Linked DNA regions of Zea mays: regions 1 and 3 are each linked to region 2. Evidence: chromatin contacts called from public Hi-C data. All regions are on one chromosome and are shown on one strand. Each heading gives the region's core, a stretch centred on a gene start, on an enhancer-like site or on the middle of the called end of the contact. The rest is flanking DNA. Distances are from core to core; before and after follow the strand shown.

Region 1 (4,001 bases), core at 283-2,782, 150 kb before region 2:
GTCGTCGCCGCCGCGCTCGTGGCGCTGTCGGTCGGGACGGCCCAGCCGGCCGCGGCGCTGTCGCCGGACGGCAAGGCGCTGCTGTCGCTGCTGCCCGGCGCGGCGCCGTCGCCCGTGCTGCCGTCGTGGGACCCCAGGGCCGCGACGCCGTGCTCGTGGCAGGGGGTCACGTGCTCGCCGCAGAGCCGGGTGGTGTCCCTCTCGCTGCCCGACACCTTCCTCAACCTGTCCTCGCTGCCGCCGGCCCTCGCCACGCTCTCCTCGCTGCAGCTGCTCAACCTCTCCGCCTGCAACGTCTCCGGCGCCATCCCGCCCTCGTACGCGTCGCTCTCCGCGCTGCGGGTCCTCGACCTCTCCTCCAACGCGCTCACCGGCGACATCCCCGACGGGCTCGGCGCGCTCTCGGGGCTCCAGTTCCTGCTCCTCAACTCCAACCGTCTCACCGGCGGCATCCCGCGCTCGCTCGCCAACCTCTCCGCGCTCCAGGTGCTCTGCGTCCAGGACAACCTCCTCAACGGCACCATACCGGCCTCGCTGGGCGCGCTCGCCGCGCTCCAGCAGTTCCGCGTCGGCGGCAACCCGGCGCTGTCGGGCCCCATCCCGGCCTCGCTCGGCGCGCTCTCCAACCTCACCGTCTTCGGCGCCGCGGTCACCGCGCTCTCCGGTCCCATCCCCGAGGAGTTCGGCAGCCTCGTCAACCTCCAGACGCTGGCATTGTACGACACCAGCGTGTCCGGGTCTATACCCGCCGCGCTCGGCGGCTGCGTCGAGCTGCGCAACCTCTACCTTCACATGAACAAGCTCACCGGCCCGATACCGCCGGAGCTCGGGAGGCTGCAGAAGCTCACCAGTCTGCTCCTCTGGGGCAACGCCCTCTCCGGGAAGATCCCGCCGGAGCTATCCAACTGCTCCGCATTGGTGGTGCTCGACCTGTCGGGCAACCGGCTTACCGGCGAGGTGCCCGGGGCGCTCGGCCGGCTCGGCGCGCTCGAGCAGCTGCACCTATCGGACAACCAGCTCACGGGGCGCATACCGCCGGAGCTCAGCAACCTGAGCAGCCTCACCGCCTTGCAGCTCGACAAGAACGGCTTCTCTGGCGCGATCCCGCCGCAGCTTGGAGAGCTGAAGGCGCTGCAGGTGCTGTTCCTCTGGGGCAACGCGCTGTCTGGCGCGATCCCGCCGTCCCTGGGCAACTGCACCGACCTGTACGCGCTGGACCTGTCAAAGAACCGCTTCTCCGGCGGCATCCCCGACGAGGTGTTCGGGCTGCAGAAGCTCAGCAAGCTGCTCCTCCTGGGCAACGAGCTCTCCGGTCCGCTGCCCCCGAGCGTCGCCAACTGCTTATCATTGGTGCGCCTCCGGCTCGGCGAGAACAAGCTCGTGGGCCAGATACCCAGAGAGATCGGCAAGCTGCAGAACCTGGTGTTCCTGGACCTGTACTCAAACAGGTTCACCGGCAAGCTGCCAGGCGAGCTCGCCAACATCACGGTGCTGGAGTTGCTGGACGTGCACAACAACAGCTTCACCGGTGGCATCCCGCCGCAGTTTGGGGAGCTCATGAACCTAGAGCAGCTCGACCTGAGCATGAACGAGCTCACCGGCGAGATACCGGCGAGCTTTGGTAACTTCAGCTACCTCAACAAGCTGATCCTCAGCGGCAACAATCTGTCCGGGCCATTGCCCAAGTCGATTCGGAACCTGCAGAAACTGACAATGCTGGACCTGAGCAACAACAGCTTCTCCGGCCCCATACCGCCGGAGATCGGCGCGCTGTCGAGCCTGGGCATCAGCCTGGACCTGAGCTTGAACAAGTTCGTCGGCGAGCTGCCTGACGAGATGTCCGGTTTGACGCAGCTGCAGTCCCTCAACCTCGCGAGCAATGGCCTCTACGGCAGCATCTCGGTCCTTGGTGAGCTCACCAGCCTGACTTCCCTCAACATCTCGTACAACAACTTCTCTGGCGCCATCCCAGTGACGCCGTTCTTCAAGACATTGTCGTCCAACTCCTATATTGGTAATGCCAACCTCTGTGAGTCCTACGACGGGCACTCCTGTGCGGCGGACACGGTTCGCAGGTCTGCCCTGAAGACGGTCAAGACCGTGATTCTCGTCTGCGGCGTTCTGGGGTCGGTGGCGCTGCTGCTTGTTGTGGTTTGGATTCTGATCAACAGGAGCAGGAAGCTGGCCAGCCAGAAGGCGATGAGCTTGTCTGGTGCTTGTGGTGATGATTTCTCCAACCCCTGGACGTTTACGCCGTTCCAGAAGCTTAACTTCTGCATCGACCACATCTTGGCATGCCTAAAGGACGAGAACGTGATCGGCAAAGGTTGCTCGGGGGTGGTGTACAGAGCTGAGATGCCGAACGGGGACATCATCGCAGTGAAGAAGCTCTGGAAGGCCGGCAAGGACGAGCCGATCGACGCCTTTGCAGCTGAGATCCAGATTTTGGGGCACATCAGACACCGGAACATCGTGAAGCTACTCGGCTACTGCTCTAACAGGTCTGTCAAGCTCCTGCTTTACAACTACATCCCCAACGGCAACCTGCTGGAGCTCCTGAAGGAGAACAGGAGCCTGGACTGGGACACGAGGTACAAGATCGCCGTCGGGACGGCGCAGGGCCTGGCCTACCTGCACCACGACTGCATTCCAGCGATACTCCACAGGGATGTCAAGTGCAACAACATACTGCTCGATTCCAAGTATGAGGCCTACTTGGCTGATTTTGGGCTGGCCAAGCTGATGAACTCCCCAAATTACCATCACGCCATGTCACGCATTGCCGGTTCTTATGGATACATTGCTCCAGGTAAGCTAGTTTTTTTTGCTGTTACTGTTAATCAGCATTTAGCTGTTCTTATTTCTTCAGCAATTAGACGTAGTAGTGTACAAGAACAGCAACCCTAATTAATGCCACAGGTCAGTAGTTCTTTGGTAATGCTGCTGCTAAGCGAGAATCTTTGACCTGTGGTTGCTTCTAGCAACCTTAACCTTGTTCTTCATCAGTTGCTTGTAGCTTAAGCTGGTAACAGTGATCACTCTGTCTCGACACTAATGAAGTTTGTCCTAGTCCTGACTAGTTCCTCACATCACTAGTATCCTTTTGGTCAGTTGGAGGATATTGTTTCTACATAGTATTATATATATTTTTTGCTTGATAGATCACATATATGACTGAATGATCATCTTCAAAAGACTCTGAATTGTTTACACATGTGTGCTACATTTCAGAGTACGCGTACACGAGCAACATCACGGAGAAGAGCGACGTTTACAGCTACGGCGTGGTGCTGCTGGAGATCCTAAGCGGGCGGAGCGCCATAGAGCCAGTGCTGGGTGAGGCCAGCCTGCACATCGTGGAGTGGGCGAAGAAGAAGATGGGCAGCTACGAGCCGGCGGTGAACATCCTGGACCCGAAGCTGCGGGGCATGCCGGACCAGCTGGTGCAGGAGATGCTGCAGACGCTGGGCGTGGCCATCTTCTGTGTTAACACGGCGCCCCACGAGCGGCCGACGATGAAGGAGGTGGTGGCGCTGCTCAAGGAGGTGAAGAGCCCGCCCGAGGAGTGGGCCAAGACCTCGCAGCAGCCGCTAATCAAGCCCGGCAGCCAGCAAGGGTGACCGTTACCGACGGCGTTGGACCGGTTTATGGTTTCGCATGGTTGGCGGAGCAACAGGATCGAGCATTCGTTGTAGTGAGAGTGACGCAGATTGCAACAGGTAGAAGAAAAGAAGGGAAGCAGAGTAGTTTTTTTTTTTTTTTTGATAATTCAAGGGCTAGGCGGCTAGCTTAGCTTTGGTTAGGCGATTCTTGTACAGTACCGGATGGTCTCGCAGCCCGTTTTAGCAGGGGAACTTGATGAATGAAAACTTATCTTGCAATACATCCGTGTTCGGTTTGCATCTTCTGGTAGATGCAAAATGTTGCTCAGTACAACCTGTCAGCCGACATTTTTTGCACGTGAAAGTTGAATTTAAATTTTGTTGAGTTACATGCGACAA
Region 2 (4,292 bases), core at 1,521-4,020:
CTAGATATCTTGGGCTACGGCAACATCCACTGCCATTTCAATATCGCCCTGCAGGCGAAGCAAATCGAACAATTGGTCAGTATAGTATGATCGAAATAATATCATTGTTGCTGTCCTAAAAGTGTTCAAATGATGAAAGCTGCTAGCTATGTTTACCATGTTCTCTTTATCTTCATGGGTGATCTCCTTCACAACATCAGCTGCAAAATACAAATAACAGTTAGCAAATGGAGCGGCACAAGCTTGTGCCATGCTTTACATTGCACAAGGGGTAGTTTACCAGATTCCTGATTTGGAAGGGCTGACGGAGCCTCGCTAACTTCCTGCTGACCCTTGGCCCCTTTCTTGGTTTCCTTACCGGTGTTCTTGGCAACTGCTTCCTTTGCGGTGGTGTTTTTGACTGGATTCCTGTTACAGGAGCCTCTGATCCTTGCACCAGGATTTACTTTCTGAATGCTCTCTTTCTTTACAGCTTCCTTGCTTTCAGTAGCATCAGAGTTCAGTGACCTTGGCTTCAGGTTACCATTCGGTGACGCATTTGTGGCAGTACGAGCAGCCTTGTCAGACTTTTTTGGTTGCTGTGAGGGCTCTGCAGAGATCTTCAGCTTCTCAAAATCATCCAAAATATCATAAACCTGGAGAATGTCCTTAACTGGGTCCTCCAATTCTGTCGCCAGGCCATGCCGTGCTACGTAGGACTTGAGTTCTTCCCTCATCCGGTCCAAAGGCTGTATAAAAACACCCAACAATCTAATCTAATCACATCTATGTAACAAGCTTATTTGATAAAAAATTAACAAAACGAATAAACAAGAGATGCCCACCTCACATTCTGATTCAAGAGCAAGCTTAAAGAAGCCCAGAGAAACCGAGTGCTTGGAAGCAGCCTCTGCCAGCCTGATCTGTGTCATCCAGTACGAGATTGAAGAAAGCGTGCTGAACTTGCGCCTTGAGATGGACATGGACACTTCTGATGTCGGGGTATCAAACCTCCCCTGGCTTTCCGACCTCTTTGACCGAACCCCAGACACCGGAGTCACAGTTCCAGAAGGTGTTGGCCTTGGGCTAGCTCCTGGCTTGGTTTGTATTGAGTGCCTCCGTGGGGGTTTGGCAGAATTATCCTTCACAGAAAGGTCTAAACACATGCTCTTGCTGACATCTGAAGATGGTTTTGCCCTATATATAAGGAATCAGATGAAGAATGTTCTCTTAGAGCAAAAAAACTAGTAGCTCATATAAACGTTGCGATGGAAGTTGAGAGGTGCCCAGCTTAAATTATAGACAATTGTAGGTAAACTGACATAACACCAAACAATCAAATGCTTAGTTTTGAAGAGATAGCCTGCACATCTCTACTGTCTTGAAGGCTGACGGATGATCTTCCCATAGACTGCTTGAAGTTTTGATAGCTCACTAGCTCGGCATCGTGATGGGTAATGCACTAGTGCTGCTGAACAAATCAATGTGCAACTACCTAGACCTACTACACCTAAAGCTGTACACGCCTCTACTGTATATGAAGGAGACCCACAAAGAAACATCACAGAGTTACCTGTCTAAATTAGCTCCTATATATTTACAATGAGTTCAGAGACTTGAGCTCAGGAATAGGCAAAACTAAGATATGGCAAGTGGGAGTGTGGGACTGCAGGATTTTATCCAGCAAATCTCAGTTAGGCAGCTGAGACTAAGGGAACATTTGGTTTCTCTGACTAAAGATTAGTCTATGCCATATCAGATGTTTGAATATTAATTATAAGTATTAAATATAGACTTGATAAATTTATATCTCAGTGTTTAGTCTTTATTAATGTAACCAGACTATATTTAATACTCGTAATTGTCTTTCAAACATCCAACGTGACACGGACTAAACTTTAGTTGAGTGAAACCATAAACCCCCAGAATAGATCTACCCCTTGTTAACTACAACAACAAGGCCTGCTTTACTGCTTATAGATTGCCAGGGTTAATTTTTCTTCATAATATTCCTGAAATGGAATTGCACCTACTACCTTTGACATGCCAACAGATGCACCATCATTACTACTATATATAGTTTCATGTTGGCTATCATGGTCCCCATTTGGTCTCGAGAAAAAACACTATCCTCAGCTACTTTCTGAAGTAGGTAGGTCCAGCAAAAACCAACTGCAGAGCTATCATCCACTGTTCAAGAACAAATTACTAACGGATTGTTAAAATTGAATAGCGTCATTTGAACAGTTGCATCTCAGTAACCGTTAGCAATTTAGCACCCCACAAAGTGGGCCTATCAATAGGCATGCCCTACTCCTGCACGACAGAACTGCTAGGAACTATATTATCAGATTTGAACAAAACACAACAATCGCGGATCCACGAGTGAAATAAGATTGCACCCATCGTAAGATGTGGAAAGGAAAGAAAAAAACAAAAGATGGCAGCAACGTGAAAACGCACCGTCGCGGAGCAGAGATGGTGGGAGGAGCATCAGCCGCCGGGGAAACGACCGCCGCCTTCCCCTTGCTCGCCGACCGCAGCGGGTACCGCAGCTTCGACGCCCTCGCCGCAGACCCTTCACAGATGATAAATAAAATCAACGACCGTAGCATGCACGCATCCGCCTGAAAACACACCGGAACAAGGTACAGAAATAGGAATCTCCGTACCGCCGCCAGCCGATTGTTCGCCGGAAGTGACCATCGAGCTCAAACCCCGCCGCCCGCTCGCGCTGAACTACCACGGAGATTGGAGGAAACCAGCGACCGGAGGTGAAACTTTCGACAGAGGTTTGGGGTCTCCGACTCCCCGTATTTGGCGAAAGAGGAGCGTATAAATAACGGCGGCGCAGCCACTCACAGAGTCACAGATGGTGTGCATACCCGCGTGCCCCCGCGGGATAACTCTTACGCCGGCGTGCGGGGCCTGTTGGGGTTTGTGGGTCCACCTGTCAGTGAGTGAGGGTGGTTTGAGTTGCGTGGCTTGCCGTATGAGCGGGACGAGGAGCGGAGCGGGGAGTGGGGCGTTACCAACCCATCCGCAGCGCCGTTTGAATCGCGAGGCGCGGGGCGGGAAAAGAGGTGGAGGGCCGGCCGTTGGCGAGGACGTCGCGTCGGCAGCGGGATTTGGAAATTCGAATCGGAGTAAATGGCGTCTGTTAATATAATGACCGGTTCATGGTGGCCTGGTGGGCCGTAAGAAATTTGGTGAAGCAAAAAGAGCAGGACACGAGGTTTTAAGGGCTGTGGGCCCGTTTTCATTAGCTGCTGGTGGTGGCAGGCAGAGCGACTGACGTTTGTGGATGGTGGACCAGCCCAAGTTCGATAAGGGCGTCCCCAACAAAGATAAGTCAGTCAGGTATTTAGGGGGTGTTTGGTTTGTAGGGACTAATGTTTAGTCCCTACATTTTATTCCATTTTAGTTCCAAAATTACCAAATATAGAAAGTAAAACTTTATTTTAGTTTCTATATTTAGCAATTTATAGACTAAAAAGGAATAAAATGAAGGGACTAAACATTAGTCCCTAAAACCAAACACCACCTTAGTAGTTCGTGTAAGCATAAGTCCTGTGTGAAAACAAGTCAAAAAAAAAATCTAAGCTAGTGTTTACTTCGTCGCTCGTTAACCTCGCGAGACGAGGCACAAATCATCGCTCGTCTCCCATCTCATTCGTCCACACGCGCAACGAGACACAAAAAATTAACTAATAAATACTCTCTTTGTCTAAAAATAGTGTTTGTTTTATCTCTTGATTTTTATATATGTATTCAACTAAATTATGATGAATTTAGATATATATAGAACACATGCATTAAATATTGTATGAATCTACTCCTTTAGTTCATAAATATTTGACACTGTTGACTTTTTTAAAAAAAATTTTGACTACTCGTCTTATTTAAAAAAATAATGAGTTATCATTTATTTTGTTGTGATTTGTTTTATCTTTTAAAGTAGTCTATGCTTGATTAAAATTTTTACATTTTTGAATAAATATTTTTGAATGAGTGGTCAAAGTTTTCGAAAAAAGTCAATGTTGTCGTATATTTGTGAATGTAGGTAGTATTAATTATTTAAAACGAATTTTAATTTAGGACCGAGGAAGTAGATAGCATAGTATAGCATTATCTATTAGTATCAACTATAAGAATGATATGGAGGCTTCCTAACTACCATCTAGCTAGGACCATTGCAGACGCCCTAATAACTGGCTTGGTCCATGAGTGGTTGTGTGCAACCTGTAGGAATGTTTGTGATGGTCTGATCGGCCATGATTCTACCCACAATTTGTGTAAAAGTTCAGAGAAGT
Region 3 (4,166 bases), core at 1,524-4,023, 210 kb before region 2:
GAAGTAAAAGGCTCCCGAGGCTAACTTCTCCTTAGGTTGCAACGCCAACCAAACCACTGTATCAGCTCCTTCGTCATTTGTTCTCAGGTTTCCAGACAACCTGAAATGATGGATTGAATGCGCCAGGAATCATCAGTGTACTTGGTAGCCCAGAACCATAACCGGACAAAGCATGAACAAGGACAGCAAACCCCACCTCTCTGACAGTCCGGGCAAGCTCTTGGCGACCCCAGGCGTATCGGCCCATCCAGGATGCATGGCGTAGAAACCGACTCCCCTGTCACCGCTTTTCTCAGCCCACCATTCAGTCAGTGCCACCTGAGAGAGATTCCATTAGCATAATTACTATCTTGGTCCCATACTGTGTAGGGCAGAGAATGCATGGTTCAATCTGGACAAACCTGAACTCTTTTGTTTCGAGCATACTGTTGCGTCCCATCGAAGGTGCCTTCGGTGAACTGAGGATTTTAAGCAATGAGAGATGAAGAGATTAACCATAATTGAAATGAGATAAGACTAAGATCCTGACATGAAAAAAGAACAAGAGGTATGATGATTGACGTTATCATATGGGAGTGAAAACGAGTACATTCAAATCCTAGCTCATTTTCCATAACAAACAAAAACTGACAAATCCCACCCTTTCTTCCCTTGCAAGCATCTCATGATAAAGGAAAAGTGGATTTTGTAATAAACCCTTCACAGCCTACAGAACAAGTGTACTTTCAATGATATGAGTGTAAAACAATCCTAAATCTGAAAGCTCTCCCAAGGAATTGCACAACATCCAACGCAAATTGATGTCTTGATTTGCAGATCTGTTCACCGCTATCTCATTGATTTGCCAACTTCGCCTCGAATGAACCCTCATGGCATGTTTCATCACAAGCTTAAAAAGAAACAGGGCTTACTTGCTCCACTTCATCAATGAACTATGGTTCATCTCTTCAGACTACAGGCTAATATAATGTAAACGAAGGCAACCTAGAAAAATAATTACCTGTAAGTCTTTGTTCAGTGGCTCGGTGTACATGCCTCCTGATGCAACTGTGATGACACGAGCATCTGGTGCCGCTTTCTCCAATGACGGCATAACTAGCTCTGTTAAAGTGTATGTCGCAGCTACATTGACAGCAAAATTGAGCTCCAACCTGTTCCCAAAAAAAGGGAAAAGAAAAGAGCATGGATATGATTTTAGTGATAAAACTATTCATATGATGTATAAATTAATTGGCTGTTTGCAAACCAACATATCACTTACCCTTCTGCTGTAATCTCATGCTTGTGCTCTAGTAAGCCAGCATTGTTTACCTAGATGGCAAATTAATAGTTTTATATCAAAATTTGGTCAATCTGATTTAGAGAAACTTTAAAGCATTGACATAGAAACTAAAAGCAGCTGGGAAAGATGCAAAACGGCAGTGTGCTTGAAACAACAGTCCTCACCAAGACATGGAGTGGTTTATCCATCGAAGTGAACTTTGTTGCAAACGATTTTACTTGATTGATAGATGAAAGGTCACATATCTGCCACATGATAATAGTGTTGCGTCTTATTTTCTCATAACCATCACATATTAATATATTATTATGAAGAACAGTTGAATCTCCCAAACATGTTAGAGAATCAACAAGCATCATACCTCCAGATGAACATTTGCATTGCCAGTTTTGGATCTTATTTGGTTGAGAGCTGCCTCCCCTCTCTCCTTGTTACGACAGACCATATAGACGGTAGCACCACTGGTAGAAGAATAGAAACCAATATTTTTTTATAGGAATCACGTAATGAAATCAGTATTTTCTAGAACAAATCATCATTTTAAAAACAAAGAATAGATCCATACTGTGAAGCCAAACCCTCAGCCGTAGCAAAACCAATGCCAGAATTCGCTCCAGTTACTAGGCAATTTTTTCCATCCAACCGGATCTGCATATCCTCCTCTCTGAATTTCTTCGCATGCTCCCTGTAATAAAGGACACATTGCTTCATCATACGAAAAAAGCCACTGTCCTGTTCGTTTCAGAGGGGAGGGGGCCATCACCCGTCAGGGATTTATTGTTTTGCCATACACTACAAAATTTAATCGTTTACAGTGACAGCTCTAGACCATTTTGAGGATCAGGTTTTCTGTTCCACAAAACCCTTTAAATTACTGTTTGAAAATTGGGGTTTAATCCTGATGAAATTAAACTAAACATCCAGTGCGATGCCAAAATTTGGATCCCAAGGGGCCGTCAGCCTAGTTATCTTAGTCTAAATTCAATTTAAGGAACAATCGATTCCAACAAAGCCGGACTCGCAAGAAATTAGTATTCGACAGCAACGAACGCGGTCGCACAAAATTGTGCGAACTACAGAGAAAGGACGAATACTGGGGGGAGATGATTGAGGGGCCGGGGCTGAATGAGGCTTACAGGAAACCAGATTTTGTGAAATGGTTGAAGCCGTAGAGCCCAAACGCCGCCGTCCTCCATGCCTGCGCCCCCCATGAAAACACAATCAACGCAGATCACACACTCGTTAAAGCAACCAGAGCATGTCTGCTCGCGCATTATCTGCACGACAAACAATGATTGGAGACATGATAATCACCTTCTGGATAAACATCTTCGTCTTCCTCTCTCTCTCTCTCTCTCTCTCTCTCTCTCTCTCTCTCTCTCTCTCCTTCTTTCGCGCCAAGAAAACTCTGCAATTCCTTCGCTCTGTGGCCTTCTCGAAGGCGCGGACGGAGAAGGCAGAACAGCAGGATGGTCAAGAATCGAGAAGCCGCGCCTCGGTGGCCGATGCTGCGCCGCGCAAGATGGCAGGGGCGCAGGGGCAGGCCGTCCCCGCCTAGCCTCTCCGTCTCCACCAGCCGTGAGCCCGTGAGTGGCACGGCGTCCGTTGTGCTCGTGGGCCGCTGATGCAGCTTTCGGGTGAGCTGGGCTCCACGAGTGTCTTGCTTGGGTCTCGTTTTGGTTGGGGCAAACTGATTTGGGCCTGTTCGGTTTGTTGGATTCCGAGGAAGCGCTGCAAGACCCACGTCTAATTTTGGGCTTTCTTTTCAAAAAAATGGGCTTTCGGGATAGCAAGCATTTGGTTTCCAACAGTTTTTTCTATCCTGCCGTTTGGACAGATAATTGGCCATCATCGGTTTCTGAAAAGAAAATTAGCCGCCACGTCGATGCGGCAATTACATCGGCATGCGAGGACAGTACTACATCTACATGCGGTAATGACATCGGGATGCGACGAGGGTAGTTCGTATAAATTATGGCCTTGGCGATTAGGGCCATGGTAATTATTATTAAGGTGTGTATAACCATATTTAATATATGGTCTCTTAAGAGTTTATAAAGGACAGTGAAAAAATACAAAAAAAACTAGCTCTACGCAATAGCCCGTCTATTCACGACTCTTTATATATATTGCCTCCTAGCTGCATTTATTATCTAGAGTCTAAGGATTATATTGTACAATCTTTTATTTGTCTCTTGTATTCTAAAAAGTCTTCCATGCCCTTGCCGCCGCTCGAGTCGCGCCCGGCGCCAAGCGGTTGTGGCTGCGCCGCTATGCGTCACCATGCGTGAGCCGTGTTGCGCTGCGCTAGTCTGTCATGCAAGTCACTAGGGAGCAGCATAGTACACGTTTTGATGCCTATACAACCTAGATATCATGTTACATTTCTCCAAGCACTAGGAAATTCTTTCATACAACTTAATGTATTTAAAAGCAAGTATAATAAGGCTGACTAGACGGACTTCGAACAACTCCATGTTACAAAATCCTAAGTGGCAAGGTGGGAACACAAGAGAGGAAAGAAAGTGGATGTTTCATAAGGAGTTTAGCTTCAACGTATTATACGAGAAGAAAGAGCATGCTTATAGCCTGCTGCGGGAGTTAAGGTTGACTCTTTCTTTTTCTAGCCAATCTGAATTATTTTTCTTTCTAACTTAAAGTCATCTAAGCATAAACTTGCTATATATATTGTTGTATTCTTGGCTCTTGATGATGTGGCAAGAGTATGAAGCCTTCCGTTGGTTCTTCTATTAGCCTTATATCTTATTCACTAGAATCACTTAAGATATGTTTTATTTATGTGGGTTGTATGGCTGGAACTGTATCCAAATTTAGAGAACTATGCTAGGGACGTTTCTTTAACAAGATACGTATTGTGTTTTTT

Evidence for each region. Hi-C and Micro-C count contacts between places; a contact is called where the count stands out from the background.
Region 1: a contact with region 2 is called in a Hi-C map of bundle sheath, with 3 times the contacts expected there. The contact joins the promoter of LOC100274113 here to the promoter of LOC100191649 in region 2. A contact is called at or near these places in 8 of 25 Hi-C or Micro-C datasets (bundle sheath, ear, endosperm and 4 more).
Region 3: a Hi-C map of tassel shows a contact between it and region 2, with 4 times the contacts expected there. The contact joins the promoter of LOC100192606 here to the promoter of LOC100191649 in region 2. A contact is called at or near these places in 3 of 25 Hi-C or Micro-C datasets (ear, root tip and tassel).

Annotation. Positions count from the first base shown.
Region 1 is chr9:93,976,935-93,980,935 of Zm-B73-REFERENCE-NAM-5.0, forward strand. It overlaps LOC100274113, which reads left to right and starts at 1,533. Exons shown (of 2, transcript NM_001148492.1): 1 at 1,533-2,809; 2 at 3,232-3,879. The coding sequence starts at 1,558. The coding sequence ends at 3,620.
Region 2 is chr9:94,126,980-94,131,271 of Zm-B73-REFERENCE-NAM-5.0, forward strand. It overlaps LOC100191649, which reads right to left and starts at 2,771. Exons shown (of 6, transcript NM_001137078.1): 1 at 2,652-2,771; 2 at 2,443-2,557; 3 at 825-1,176; 4 at 281-728; 5 at 157-200; 6 at 1-48. The coding sequence starts at 2,685. The coding sequence ends at 1.
Region 3 is chr9:93,918,156-93,922,321 of Zm-B73-REFERENCE-NAM-5.0, forward strand. LOC100192606 (NAD(P)-binding Rossmann-fold superfamily protein) reads right to left here and starts at 2,774. Exons shown (of 10, transcript NM_001365538.2): 1 at 2,597-2,774; 2 at 2,419-2,480; 3 at 1,848-1,967; 4 at 1,644-1,743; 5 at 1,447-1,527; 6 at 1,262-1,311; 7 at 1,001-1,151; 8 at 402-458; 9 at 197-318; 10 at 1-100. The coding sequence starts at 2,611.